Regions from separate parts of the Mus musculus genome. Here regions 1, 2 and 4 are each linked to region 3. A link is a contact called in public HiChIP or PLAC-seq, Micro-C and promoter capture Hi-C data. All regions are on one chromosome and are shown on one strand. Each heading gives the region's core, a stretch centred on a gene start, on an enhancer-like site or on the middle of the called end of the contact. The rest is flanking DNA. Distances are from core to core; before and after follow the strand shown. Region 1 holds the start of Zfp367 (zinc finger protein 367). Region 2 has its middle 5.8 kb from the start of Gm40981. Region 3 overlaps Ptch1 (patched 1). Region 4 overlaps Slc35d2 (solute carrier family 35, member D2).

What was found. Promoter capture Hi-C pulls out the DNA fragments that hold promoters and counts their contacts. Hi-C and Micro-C count contacts between places; a contact is called where the count stands out from the background. HiChIP or PLAC-seq counts read pairs in DNA pulled down with a chosen protein or histone mark.
Region 1: a contact with region 3 is called in an H3K4me3 HiChIP or PLAC-seq map of pro-B cells, with 3 times the contacts expected there. The contact joins the promoter of Zfp367 here to the enhancer-like site in region 3. A contact is called at or near these places in 4 of 39 promoter capture datasets (HPC-7-derived erythroid cells, hippocampal neurons, liver and 1 more), 1 of 484 Hi-C or Micro-C datasets (embryonic stem cells), 3 of 115 datasets of contacts at active chromatin or transcription factors (memory CD8 T cells, pancreatic cancer cells and pro-B cells) and 2 of 9 other capture datasets (adipose tissue and liver).
Region 2: a Micro-C map of palatal mesenchyme shows a contact between it and region 3, with 2.9 times the contacts expected there. The contact joins two enhancer-like sites.
Region 4: a promoter capture Hi-C map of liver shows a contact between it and region 3, with 2.3 times the contacts expected there. The contact joins two enhancer-like sites. A contact is called at or near these places in 5 of 39 promoter capture datasets (the 3T3-L1 cell line, embryonic stem cells, hippocampal neurons and 1 more), 4 of 484 Hi-C or Micro-C datasets (extraembryonic endoderm stem cells, frontal cortex, nephron progenitors and 1 more), 2 of 115 datasets of contacts at active chromatin or transcription factors (both in embryonic stem cells) and 2 of 9 other capture datasets (embryonic stem cells and pancreatic islet).

What each region holds. Positions count from the first base shown.
Region 1 is chr13:64,151,937-64,154,636 of GRCm38.p6, reverse strand. It overlaps Zfp367 (zinc finger protein 367), which reads left to right and starts at 1,438. Exons shown (of 5, transcript NM_175494.5): 1 at 1,438-2,037. The coding sequence starts at 1,648.
Region 2 is chr13:62,922,262-62,924,961 of GRCm38.p6, reverse strand. No RefSeq gene overlaps it. Among named protein-coding and RNA genes, the nearest start is that of Gm40981, 5.8 kb to the right of the region's middle. Within about 2 kb of position 1,306, at least 6 of the 459 cell types and tissues checked have an H3K27ac peak or open chromatin away from gene starts, as enhancers often do. A contact at or near this core is called in palatal mesenchyme, where this site is marked.
Region 3 is chr13:63,527,182-63,529,881 of GRCm38.p6, reverse strand. Ptch1 (patched 1) reads left to right here. Exons shown (of 24, transcript NM_008957.3): 16 at 2,593-2,700. Among named protein-coding and RNA genes, the nearest start is that of Ptch1, 37 kb to the left of the region's middle. Within about 2 kb of position 1,416, at least 157 of the 459 cell types and tissues checked have an H3K27ac peak or open chromatin away from gene starts, as enhancers often do. A contact at or near this core is called in embryonic stem cells, liver, memory CD8 T cells and 3 more, where this site is marked.
Region 4 is chr13:64,104,404-64,107,136 of GRCm38.p6, reverse strand. It overlaps Slc35d2 (solute carrier family 35, member D2), which reads left to right. Exons shown (of 12, transcript NM_001001321.3): 8 at 30-122; 9 at 2,337-2,404. Among named protein-coding and RNA genes, the nearest start is that of Hsd17b3, 17 kb to the right of the region's middle. Within about 2 kb of position 1,251, at least 28 of the 459 cell types and tissues checked have an H3K27ac peak or open chromatin away from gene starts, as enhancers often do. A contact at or near this core is called in liver, where this site is marked.

The sequences.
Region 1 (2,700 bases), core at 189-2,688, 620 kb before region 3:
TACTTTCTCTCCATAAAGTCAAATTTGACTTCGGTATCTTGCTAGGTATAGTTTATTTACCCAAAATAAAGATGTGGCTAAAAATAAGGTCACACTATTGGCTGCTTTGATTTGTTAATTTAGGCAGTTTTCTCTAAAACAACACTCTGGTGCCTAAATTAATTTAGGCATAGCTTTGTATTTGATGGAGTTTAGTTACCGGTTCTATCGCTTAACCACTGGATACTCATTCAGATATAAAAATCTTTATGGAGTCTCTACTAGGAACAGGCTGCCTGGGAAACGCAGCAAGCAAATGAGCTCCAGTTGCCAGTTCTATCCTTTAGCCTCTAAAGAGATTTTTAAAAAATCTTTGAACTGCTACCACCATCAGACTGCCTGGGAAACACTGCAAGCAAGTACGACCGGGAGCTGACTACTGTGCGAATGGTTGCTCATGCGTCCCACCGCGGTCCCGAGCCTGGCAGCAAGAACCAATAGTCCGGGAACCGTAGCAGGGCTGGTCACGGGACTCACATTAAGAACCCATGCCCTTAGGCAGGAGTGGTGACTCACGTCTTTAGTCCCAGTACTGGGTGTGTGTGTGTATGGAGGGGGGGGGGCGAATGGGATCTCTGACTTCGAGGCCCTCCTGGTCCCTACATAGGGAGTTACAGGGCAGCCAGGACTCTATAGAGACCCTGTCTCAAAACAAAAACAAGCCGGGCGGTGGTGGCTCATGCCTTTAATCCCAGCACTTGGGAGGCAAAGGCAGGTGGATTTCTGAGTTCGAGGCCAGCTTGGTCTACAAAGTGAGTTCCAGGGCAGCTAGGGCTATGCAGAGAAACCCTGTCTCGAAAAACAAAACAAAACCAACAACAACCCCCCAACGCCCAAAAAGAAGTGGTGCTTTGCTGGCGCCTTGAGCAGCCGTGGGTGGGGTGGGGTGGGACGGGCGCGGCCTCAGCCCTTTAAACTGGCTGCGCGCGGGAGGGGGCGGATTGGGTGGGGCGATGGGGAGGGCCCTCTCCACTGCAACTTCTCCAGACTCCTACCCTCTTTACACCCCCTCTTCTTCTGGTGGGGGAGGGACCCAGCATGCTCGCCCCGCCCACCACCACGCCCCTTTCCCGCAGCTCCTCCAATCAACAGCCTCTTTCCCCCTCCCCACCTTCGCAGGAGTCATCCGGCCAGGGTGGGGCTCCCGACGGGTGTGTCAGGACAAGACGCGCGCTCCTACAGACTTTCGAACGCAGTTGGCCCTCCAGACAAAAAAGTATGAGAGCGGCGGCCAATGACGTGGCAGTAAGGACCCGCGCTCGAATTGGTTCCGCCCCCTCCGGACGGAACACAGCCTGGACCCGGCTATTGGCTCTCGCGACCTGTCACTCGTCGCGGTGGCCAGCCGCAGGGTCCTCGCGGTGACTGGTTCCGCCCAGGCGCGAAATGTAACGCGGGAAAAGCCGAAGCGGGGACCGCGGCGGCAGGTTGTTATTCTCGGGGACTCGGCGCCTCGCGTCCCGTTTTCCTGTCAGCAACGCTGCTGCAGCCTGATCGCCCGGAGCCGCCTGCCATGAGCCGGCGGCTGTGAGGCGCCGAGACGTAGCAGCGCGGGCGAGCAAGGCAAGCTCGGGCCGCCGAGAGCGCGAGGGCTGCAGACGAGCCAGCATGATCCGCGGCGCCCCGGCACCCATGGCGGAGCCGCCGCCGGTCGTCTTCTGCCACGACTCCCCGAAGCGCGTACTGGTATCGGTCATCAGGACCACGCCGGCAACGCCTCCGTGCAGCAGCGTGGGGGAGCCCGAGCCGCCGCCGCCGCTCGTCCCCACTAGCCCCGGCTTCAGCGACTTCATGGTGTACCCGTGGCGCTGGGGTGAGAACGCGCATAACGTGACGCTCAGCCCGGGGGCGGCGGGCGGCGTCGTTTCAGCCGGACTGCCCGTGGCGGCTGAACTCCCGACGCTGCGGGGTGCGCCTCAGTCCTCCGCCTCCGTGGCCGCCGTGTCGGGCGGGGAGGACGAGGAGGAGGCGAGCAGCCCAGACAGCGGCCACCTCAAGGTGAGTGGCTCGGGCGGCCCCGGGCGCGGGGCGGCCTGGGGCCCGTTAACGGCGCCGCTCGCCAGCGGGGCGGGGCCGGAGAGGAAAAGCGGGGTGGCGGGGGCGGTGGCTGACAGGACGCTGACGTCACTGCCGCGCGCCAAAACCGGACCTTTGGGGGCAAGGTGGTCATGTGACGGGTGCGGCGCGAAGGCCGGTCTGAGGGCAGCAGGTGCAGCGGGGTGATGAGGGGGAGGCTCGCTGTGTCCAGATGCCTTGCACTGCTGTGCTTGTAACCTCGCGGCCTCGGCCTGCTTAGATGTGGGAAGGAAGGATGTGAGCATTTGGCTCCAGCCCACATTGGGGCGGGGGCCAAGTATCGCACTGTATCCCTGGCCTGCCTGGGACTCTCAGAGTTCTACTTTCCGAGTGCTGGAATTCAAGGCTAGCGACACCATGCCCTACTATACCCTTTACATCCGGAGCAGCTGAGGGTTAGGGAGTTTGTTAAAGCGTCTTCATGAAAATCGTATGTATAGCTAGCTAGTGGGAGTGTTGGCACACGGTGACTGTGCTCGGAAGGAACCGGGAGTGTGTTTATGGGGCTAGACTTAATACTGGACATTCATCAGAGCTCAGGAAGGTATCGGTAAATCTGTGTGTCGAATACATGGTATTGCAAGA
Region 2 (2,700 bases), core at 57-2,556, 600 kb after region 3:
GAAGCAGTTCAAAGCTTTCACATGTGGGCTGCTTGCTGTGCAAGCATGAAGACATAAGTTACCATCCTAGCAACCATGTTAAGAGCCTGGGCGTGGCCATGTGCGCCTGTGATCCCAGCACAATGGAGCTGTAAGCAGGAGGCTCATTATCACTGGTGTTTCCTGGCTACCAGGTTAGTTCCAGGTTCACCAGAGAGACCATATCAAGGACACAAGGCAGTAAGTGGTGGGATAGGATACCCCAAGTCCTCCTCTAGTCTCTGTGGGTTCACAGCTGTACATACACACATGCACATACCACACTTCCAGATGTCAACATTTTAGAAAGCAATCCTAAAACTGTTTATTACTGCTTAGTTAAGAAGGAACCAGAAGAAGAGCCGGGAACCTGAAATGCCCGCAAAGCTAAAGGACACACCGATGACAGGAAACACAAATAGCTGTGCCTTTCCGACTTCCAGAGCTGAAAAGGCAAACTCCCAGGAATAAATCTGGTTAACTATTTCCCATCATCTCAAACACCTACTCTGAGTTTTGAGCCACACAGAGCAGCCTGTAACCAAGGGTGGAGTTGAACCCAACAGGGCGAGTGGAATGTACATAATTCTTTCTCTCTGTGTTGGCCTCAGAAGCTAGGGTACAGTTTTACCCAAGGCTCATGCCAGACTCCCTGAAAGCATCAATGGATAAAATCTCTGGGTGGCAGGCCCTTTGTCCTTTTCCTACAGATCTGCCTTCCCTCTCCTTGCAAGGCGTTCCACTCATCTCTTTCCATTCCAACTGCACTGGAAGCACTTTTAACTTTCCCTCTAGTTTCCATGTGGTTTGCCCGAGAATGCGCTCTGAGAAGAGCCTCCCTGACCTTAGGCCTCTTTTCCCAAGACCAAGGTGACATTTTAGTTACAATATTGACTTAGTAGAGATCAAAATTGATACTTTATTAGTAATTTTTTCAATAAATCAGAGCCTGGACATCTGAAGGAGAGAAAGGAAAATCTGAATGTCTGAGTTCCTATAGGGCAGCCCCACCCCCCAACCCCCACAGAGGTAGTAAGAAGGTAAATGAAAATCTTTGGGTGGTGGCTGATTTACCACCCAAGGGAACACCCGTCAAGTGTGGTATTTATCCATGCGTAGTGTTCCATGCACTCCCCCTGAAATGTCCATGTGGCTTTGTATACATGTGTTTACAGGATGTGTAAATAAACATGAATGGAATATGAAACACATGGTCCATGTTTATAAAATATGCATCCATTTACGCTAATGAAAAATCACTTCCATCCAAGAAGAAACGATGCCGCACAGAAGTGCTGGTGGGAAGGGAGAGTGCTGGTCTTTCCACCCTCGTGCTTGGGGGAAACTGAGTCATCAATGCCTTTGTCATAAAAGGCAGGGAATTTGGCTTCTGTTGACATCAAAATGGCTTAAAGACACGTAAGCTGAAAAGAAAGCTTCCCTCTGGAATCGTTTGCACAACGGAGCGTTTAAAACCAGCTTCCGGCGGCCTTGTCACCTTATGTTCTCACGCATCCTGCTTTAGTAAGTGTTTCCAAGCTTCCCAGTAAGTCCATGTGCATAAGAATTGCTGGAAAGCCTGCTTAAAATACACATCTCTAGAGATTGCAAAAGTCACGTGAGTACCAGGAGCTTAACTTTCTACTAGCTGCTCACAGGCTCAGGCCAACTGAGGAAACCATTTGATTTTATCAAGTCTTGGGGGAATGGAAGGAGAATTCCACCCTTTTACAATTTGTGTGTGTGTGTGCCTGCTGTGTGTGTGCCTGTTGTGTATGTGTCTAATGTGTATGTCTATTGCGTGTGTGTCAGTGTTTGTGTGAATCTATTGTGTGTGTGTGTGTGTGTGTGTGTGTGTGTGCCTTTTGTGTGTGTGTCTAGTGTGTATGTGTCTAAGTGAATCTATTGTGTGTGTGTCTTCTGTGTGTGTCTATTGTGTGTGTGTCTATTTTGTGGTCTGTGTCTCTGTGTGTGTAAATGATGTAATTGTGTAGTGTTGTTATATACTAATACGAAATGGGGTGGGATGGGTCAGGGGTGCACAATAGGGAGGAAAACAAGTTTGTCTACTCCACATGAGCCTTTTCCAACTTCACTGGAGTAAGCAGGTCTGAGCTTGCAGAGCTCAAGCAGCTGCAATGCTGGCTGCCATGAAGTCAGTTCATGCAGTCACAACTGCTATCAGTCCAGACTCCAGCCCTGGTGAAGTGCATTTTGAATTAACCTACGTGTTGTGACTTTGAGGTGCCATTCTAAGTGATATTAAACGACATTGCAAAAAAAAAAAAAAAAAACCACACTACATGTAATGGAACCTACTCATGAAACATTACCATGTATGTGTGATCTAGAGTTTGAGGAAAACTTTGGGCTACCTAGTGAGACCCTGTCTAAAAACAAACAAACAAACAAACACACCCACAAAGTAAAAACAAACAACAATATCTCAAACAATAACAAGAAAGCTGGGTGTGGAGGGTTATGCCTCCCAGTGTTAGGGAAGCAGAGGTAGGTGGATCTATGTGAGTATGAAGTCAACCTGATCTACATAGTGATTTCCAGGATAGTCAGTGCTACCGAATAGAGGATCCTTTTATCAAAAGTCCAAAAACAGACCAAGCAAAAATACAGTACAATGTAACAAAATCCTAAAACACTCAAAATGAAAACTATTTTTAATAA
Region 3 (2,700 bases), core at 167-2,666:
AGACTCAAAATAATTTTCCGTGTAAAGTGTTTCTAGTTAAAGAACTGCAGCTGAAATGTAAGGGTTTGCAGTAAACTGTTGGAATGTAAATGTCAGCCAAGGGGCAAGTGTTTGGTGTACAGCCTGTGGAAGTTCAGATTTTCAGTGGTCAGTCAGAAAATACTAAAGGGGCCCTGAAAGAACTTTACTGTTGGTGACCATAGCTGGAGAGCACATTAGGGCTAGCATTGTAGGAAATTCATTCTAAGTTGGTGGCAGGGCACATGCACAGATCCCTAGGTATTGCAGAAGTCTCTGTGACTATACCTTTGCAAATATACTCTCAGTTACCTGCTTTGACAGCAGATGCTGCTAAGCTTCTGGTATTTTCCATGTATTTTGCAATTACTTCTAACAGCACACTGTACCTGTGAAAACCCACTCTAAGTAATACATGTGGAGTATGGCTGGCCTTAGGCTGCCTGGGCTCAAAGCTTAGCTGTGACTTGTCACCAGGCTCAGTCCTCTCATCTGTAAAATGGGAATCATGATTGGTTCTCTCAGGAGGTAAGCAGCTGAAGGCTGACTACCTGGAGCCAAGAGGCCCACATAAGTCTGAAGTAATAAAAGCTCTCCTCTCTCCTTGCTTGGAAAACAGACCAGGATTCTTGTAGGGGGTTGGGGGACCAGTTGTCTTTCTCTGTTTATTTTATTTTTCCAGAGTGGGAGTGGGGAAGAGCTTTGGGTCTTAAAATAACATCTGTGTAGAGTAGTGCTGCCTCTCTGTGCAAACCTGTGAAAAGCTGTGGGAGAGATTGCCACCCCGGTGGTCCCTCTACCCAGGGCCTGTAGGTGACCCAGCCTACTTCCTAAAAACAAAGCCCACTGCATAACAATGCTGGAGGGAGGCTTTTGTTAAAAAGGCTGCTCCAACTCTCCCCTCTCTCTATTCCCAAACACCTCACTGTGCTAAGCATTCACAGACCGTGTGTTTTTGTTGTTGTTGTTGTTATTTAGTTTGTTTTAGTTTCTGAAGTGCCCTTAGGCAAGTCCTGAAATGGAATAAAATGTATCTGAGTAGATGTGTCTGCTGCAGGGGGTATCTTGAGCAGCTGGGACTTGGGGGGTCTACTTGGGAGGTGTCTGGTGTGCAGTGAGGCTGGTGGGGGTATTGGGGAGAGCACCCCCCAGGCAGTGCTCAGCTCCAAGTCTGGGTCACCAGGGCCCTGTCTTCTCTTCCAGCATGCTTACCTCTTTACAGCTGTAGCCAAACTGTCAGGTCTATAATGATGGTTTTGATTACAGCGGCCAAGCCCAGCTGTGTGTGGTGAGCTGGTGGGCTCGCCCATCCCCCAAGCCCAGAAGGCTCACTCTTTCCCGCCCAGGGCTTGCGGTTTGTCATCTGTTCTCACAGAGCCCCACAGAGCCTCCCTGTGTCGGCCTGTGGCTTCCTGTTCTCAAACTGATCCAAATTTCCCCTGTGAGGTATTTCCTTGTGCTCCCTCTCCTCCACACAGCCCTCCACTCAGAAGGAAGGGTGGCAGGGAGGAAGAGAACAGGGGGAGAGTGAATAGGTGCTGGCTGTGATCTTTACATGGCCTGGCAGCAGGTCCCACAGCTTGTATTAGCTGCACAAGTCAAACAGATGGATCAGATTGACAGAGCTGTGTTCCCTCACCCTGGCTCCAGGGGCAGCCAAGTTGGGAGCTTGAATGTGATTTTTTTTTTCTGCTTGGGGTGGATTTTCTGGTCTTGGTGAGGAACTCCTGACCTATCTCCCTGTGTGGCGTGAAATGGTTAATGGATATGGTCTGTGTCTTTTCCCCTTGCTTTCTCTTGCTACAATTAGTCAGGAAGAAGGGTGGGGGGAGGCCAACCTGGCACTTGGGAGGCAGGTGGATTTGTTAGTTCCAAGCTAGCCTGATCTACATAGTGAAGTCAAGGTGCAAGCCAAGCAGAGATACATAATGAGACCTGCTCTCTCCCTCCCTTTCCCACTCTCTCATTCAGTCTTCCTTCCTTCCTTCCTTCCTTCCTTCCTTCCTTCCTTCCTTTCTTTTGGAGAAGACAGGGTTTCTCTATACAGCCATGGCTGTCCTGGAACTCACAGATCTGCCTGCCTCTGCTTCCTCCGTTTTGCAATTAAAGTCATGAACTGCCGTGCCCTCCTCTCCTTTTCTTCTTTTTGCTTGTTTTCTTTAAAAGATGTGTGTGTGTGTGTGTGTGTGTGTGTGTGTGTGTGTGTGTGATGTGCGTGTAGAGGCCAAAAGAGACAGTTATCTCTAGAGTTGGAGTTGCAGGCAGTTGTGTGCCCTCCAGAGTGGATTCTGGGGTCTGAACTTGGATCCACTGGAAGAACAGCAGCTCTAAGCCATCTGTCTTGTTCCTGGGCTTTCGTTCCTTAGTTTAAGTAAAGTGTGTGTGTTTTATTCTTCCCTCTGAGCATCTTTTGATTAGCACCACAGTTCATTCACTAGCAGATCAGGAGTCCTTCCTTAAGTGAGAGAAAACTGCAGACAAGTCGCCTACCCTGCCTCCTGTCCTCAGCCTAATCCCTCTGGACCAAAGCTCTCAGGCCAGGTTTTAATGTGTTGCACATGTTTCTGTTTCTAGGACTTCAGGATGCATTTGACAGTGACTGGGAAACTGGGAGGATCATGCCAAACAATTATAAAAATGGATCAGATGACGGGGTCCTCGCTTACAAACTCCTGGTGCAGA
Region 4 (2,733 bases), core at 2-2,501, 580 kb before region 3:
AGTTGAATGCAATCTTCTTATTTTCACAGGAGCTGGGGAAATATGGAGTGCTTTTCTATAATGCCTGCTTCATGCTCATCCCAACTGTCATTATTAGCGTCTCTACTGGAGACTTTCAGCAGGTAAATATGGCCCGTGTTATAAACATGGTTAAGGTAGGTGAGGCCGAGCTAGGTGTGCTAGGGTGAGTGTGTTCAGTGTGTCATTGACTTTGTTGTATTTTTTTACTTTGTGGGTAAATTGAGAGTTAGACTCTTTGTTAGTGGAGAAGTAATTTATTAAATTCTCATATTCTAGGAGAACTTTGCCTCCTGATGTGGTGCTAGTTCACCCACTGCTTGCCCTCTCTGGCCTCTTCAGTTTAGACTCTAGAGATTTAGGCAGAAGCTCTCTGAATTGAGCGATTACCAGGCACTGAAATTGCAGATGGACTGGAGAGCTTTGTAGAATTATTATTTAGAAATATATATATATAACTAGAATAATACACTGAAAGATCTAAGAGCAATATCCAGGGCTGGGGATGTAGCTCAGTGGTAGAACACTGGCTGGCATGCACAGGACTGTGGGTTTGATCCTCAGTGCCACAAAGGGGAGTGGGGGGATCAAAGGACTTTTTTTATTCCTCTAAAATGATAAAATACAAAAGCTATAATGTTTAGAATACAATTCATTTGGGCTGGAGAGATGGCACTTGCTGCCAAGCCTGATAACCTGAGTTCCATCGCCAGGAGCCATATTACATATCGAGAGAGCTGATTCTGGCAGACTGTCTGTGAGTACCGTGTGTGTGCTGTGTCTAAACCACATACCTACACCACACGCACGCACAAATGTAATAGAAAACCTAAAGATAAAATATGAGTATACCTTTACTAAAGTATTAGATGGCAAGAGATGACCAGAGATGTAGATATACACTGTAATTAGTAATGAAAATGAGGGAGAGTCCCTAGCAGGTAAATGTGATCTGTTTTCACTCGGCAACTATCTGAAATGTTCACTGAATTACTCCAAGATCTTTTAGCTGGTTGCATGACTGAGTCCATTTTAGATTATGAACTAAATATGATAAAGAGGGGAGTTCATGTACACTGAACTAAATACACTGGAAGCTGACGGATAACACGGAGTGAAATATTCTCTCTCTGTCATTGGAGGAAGAATGAATGAGTCAACAGGGAGAGATGGAAAGGCCAAAGTTTTTGGTGACTCACTACTCTGGGAAGTGAGTCCTGGACTTTGGACTTACAGTCGGTGGATTATTAACTGTGGGAAATGAAGTCAGAGATAGCAGCCCTTCTGTTAACAAACCCCAGGTCCTTGGGAGATGCTCATTTGACCTTCCCTCTAGGAGGCCAAAATACATGTAGTGTGTTGCAACTGAGGGAGAGGGATTTTAAAATATTGATTTTTTTTCTGATTGACCCCCCCAAAGTGCAAAAGATTCATAATCTAGCATGCTTTGTATATTCTGTTTCTTCAAATGTTACCAGTATAGATTCATTCTTAAAGATAGAAAACTAGTGTTTATTAAAGTGTGCACTGGTGAAGAACATATGTATTTTAAGAAATATTACTAAATAACCCTCTCTGGGTTTATGTTGTCCAGAGTAAATAATTTTTATTGATTGTTTATATAAATACTTCTAGCTCTTGGTTTTTAACTTATTACAATTTGGTTATTTAATTATGTGTGTGTGTGTGTGTGTGTGTGTGTGTGTGTGTGTGTGTGTGTGTGTGTGTGTGTGTATAAGGATGTTGCCTTAGTTAGTGACCAAGGCAACTCTTATAAGGACAACATTTAATTGGGGCTGGCTTACAGGTTCAGAGGTTCGGTCCATTATCATCCAGGCAGGAACATGGCAGCATCCAGGCAGAAATGGTGCAGGAGGAGCTGAAAGTTCTACATCTTCATCAGAAGGCTGCCAGCAGAAGACTGGCTTCCAGGCAGCTAGGATAAGGTTCTTATACACTTATGGTGACACACCTACTCCAACAAGGCCACACCTCCAAATAGTGCCACTTCCTAGGCCAAGCATGTACAAGCCATCACAGATGTACTCATGACACGCTGCACATAGGGAATCAGAAGGCTACTCAATAAGTAACAGCAAAACCTTTTTATGATGGAAACTTTCAAACGTAAAGGTTTGGAAAGTAGTACAATAAGCCCCTGTTTAACTAGTTATTGATATTTAATGCATTGTCTCTTTGATAGAACTGTGTAATTATTGTCAATGCATCAATGGCACAAAAGGTGGTAAGGTTGTGCTAACTGGATTTAAGCTGAACTGTCACTAACCGCACGATGGATCTTTTCTTTGTCATCACAGGCCACTGAATTCAGACACTGGAAGAATGTCTTATTTATCATACAGTTTCTCCTTTCCTGTCTTTTGGGGTAAGAAACTGTATGTAAGTGGAGAAGTCGGTTGATGGTATTTCTTGACAAGTCAGATCTAATTTGTCTGCCTGTCTCTTCTGCCAGAATCCTCTTTCTTGTGTTTCTCTTGACTTTATCTGGGCAGGGCACCCCTCCCCTGTACTCCCAACACACACACAAGCCCTGCATTTGCAGGCTCTGTTGGTGCTGGAAGTACCGACTTTATATCCTGGTGGGTCCAAACACTTCAGTATCACAGCTATTTACAGAGGTCAGAGAGAGTGCTGGGTCCCCTGGAACTGGAGTTACAAGGTGGTACAGTCATCATGAGGGCAGTAAGAACCCAA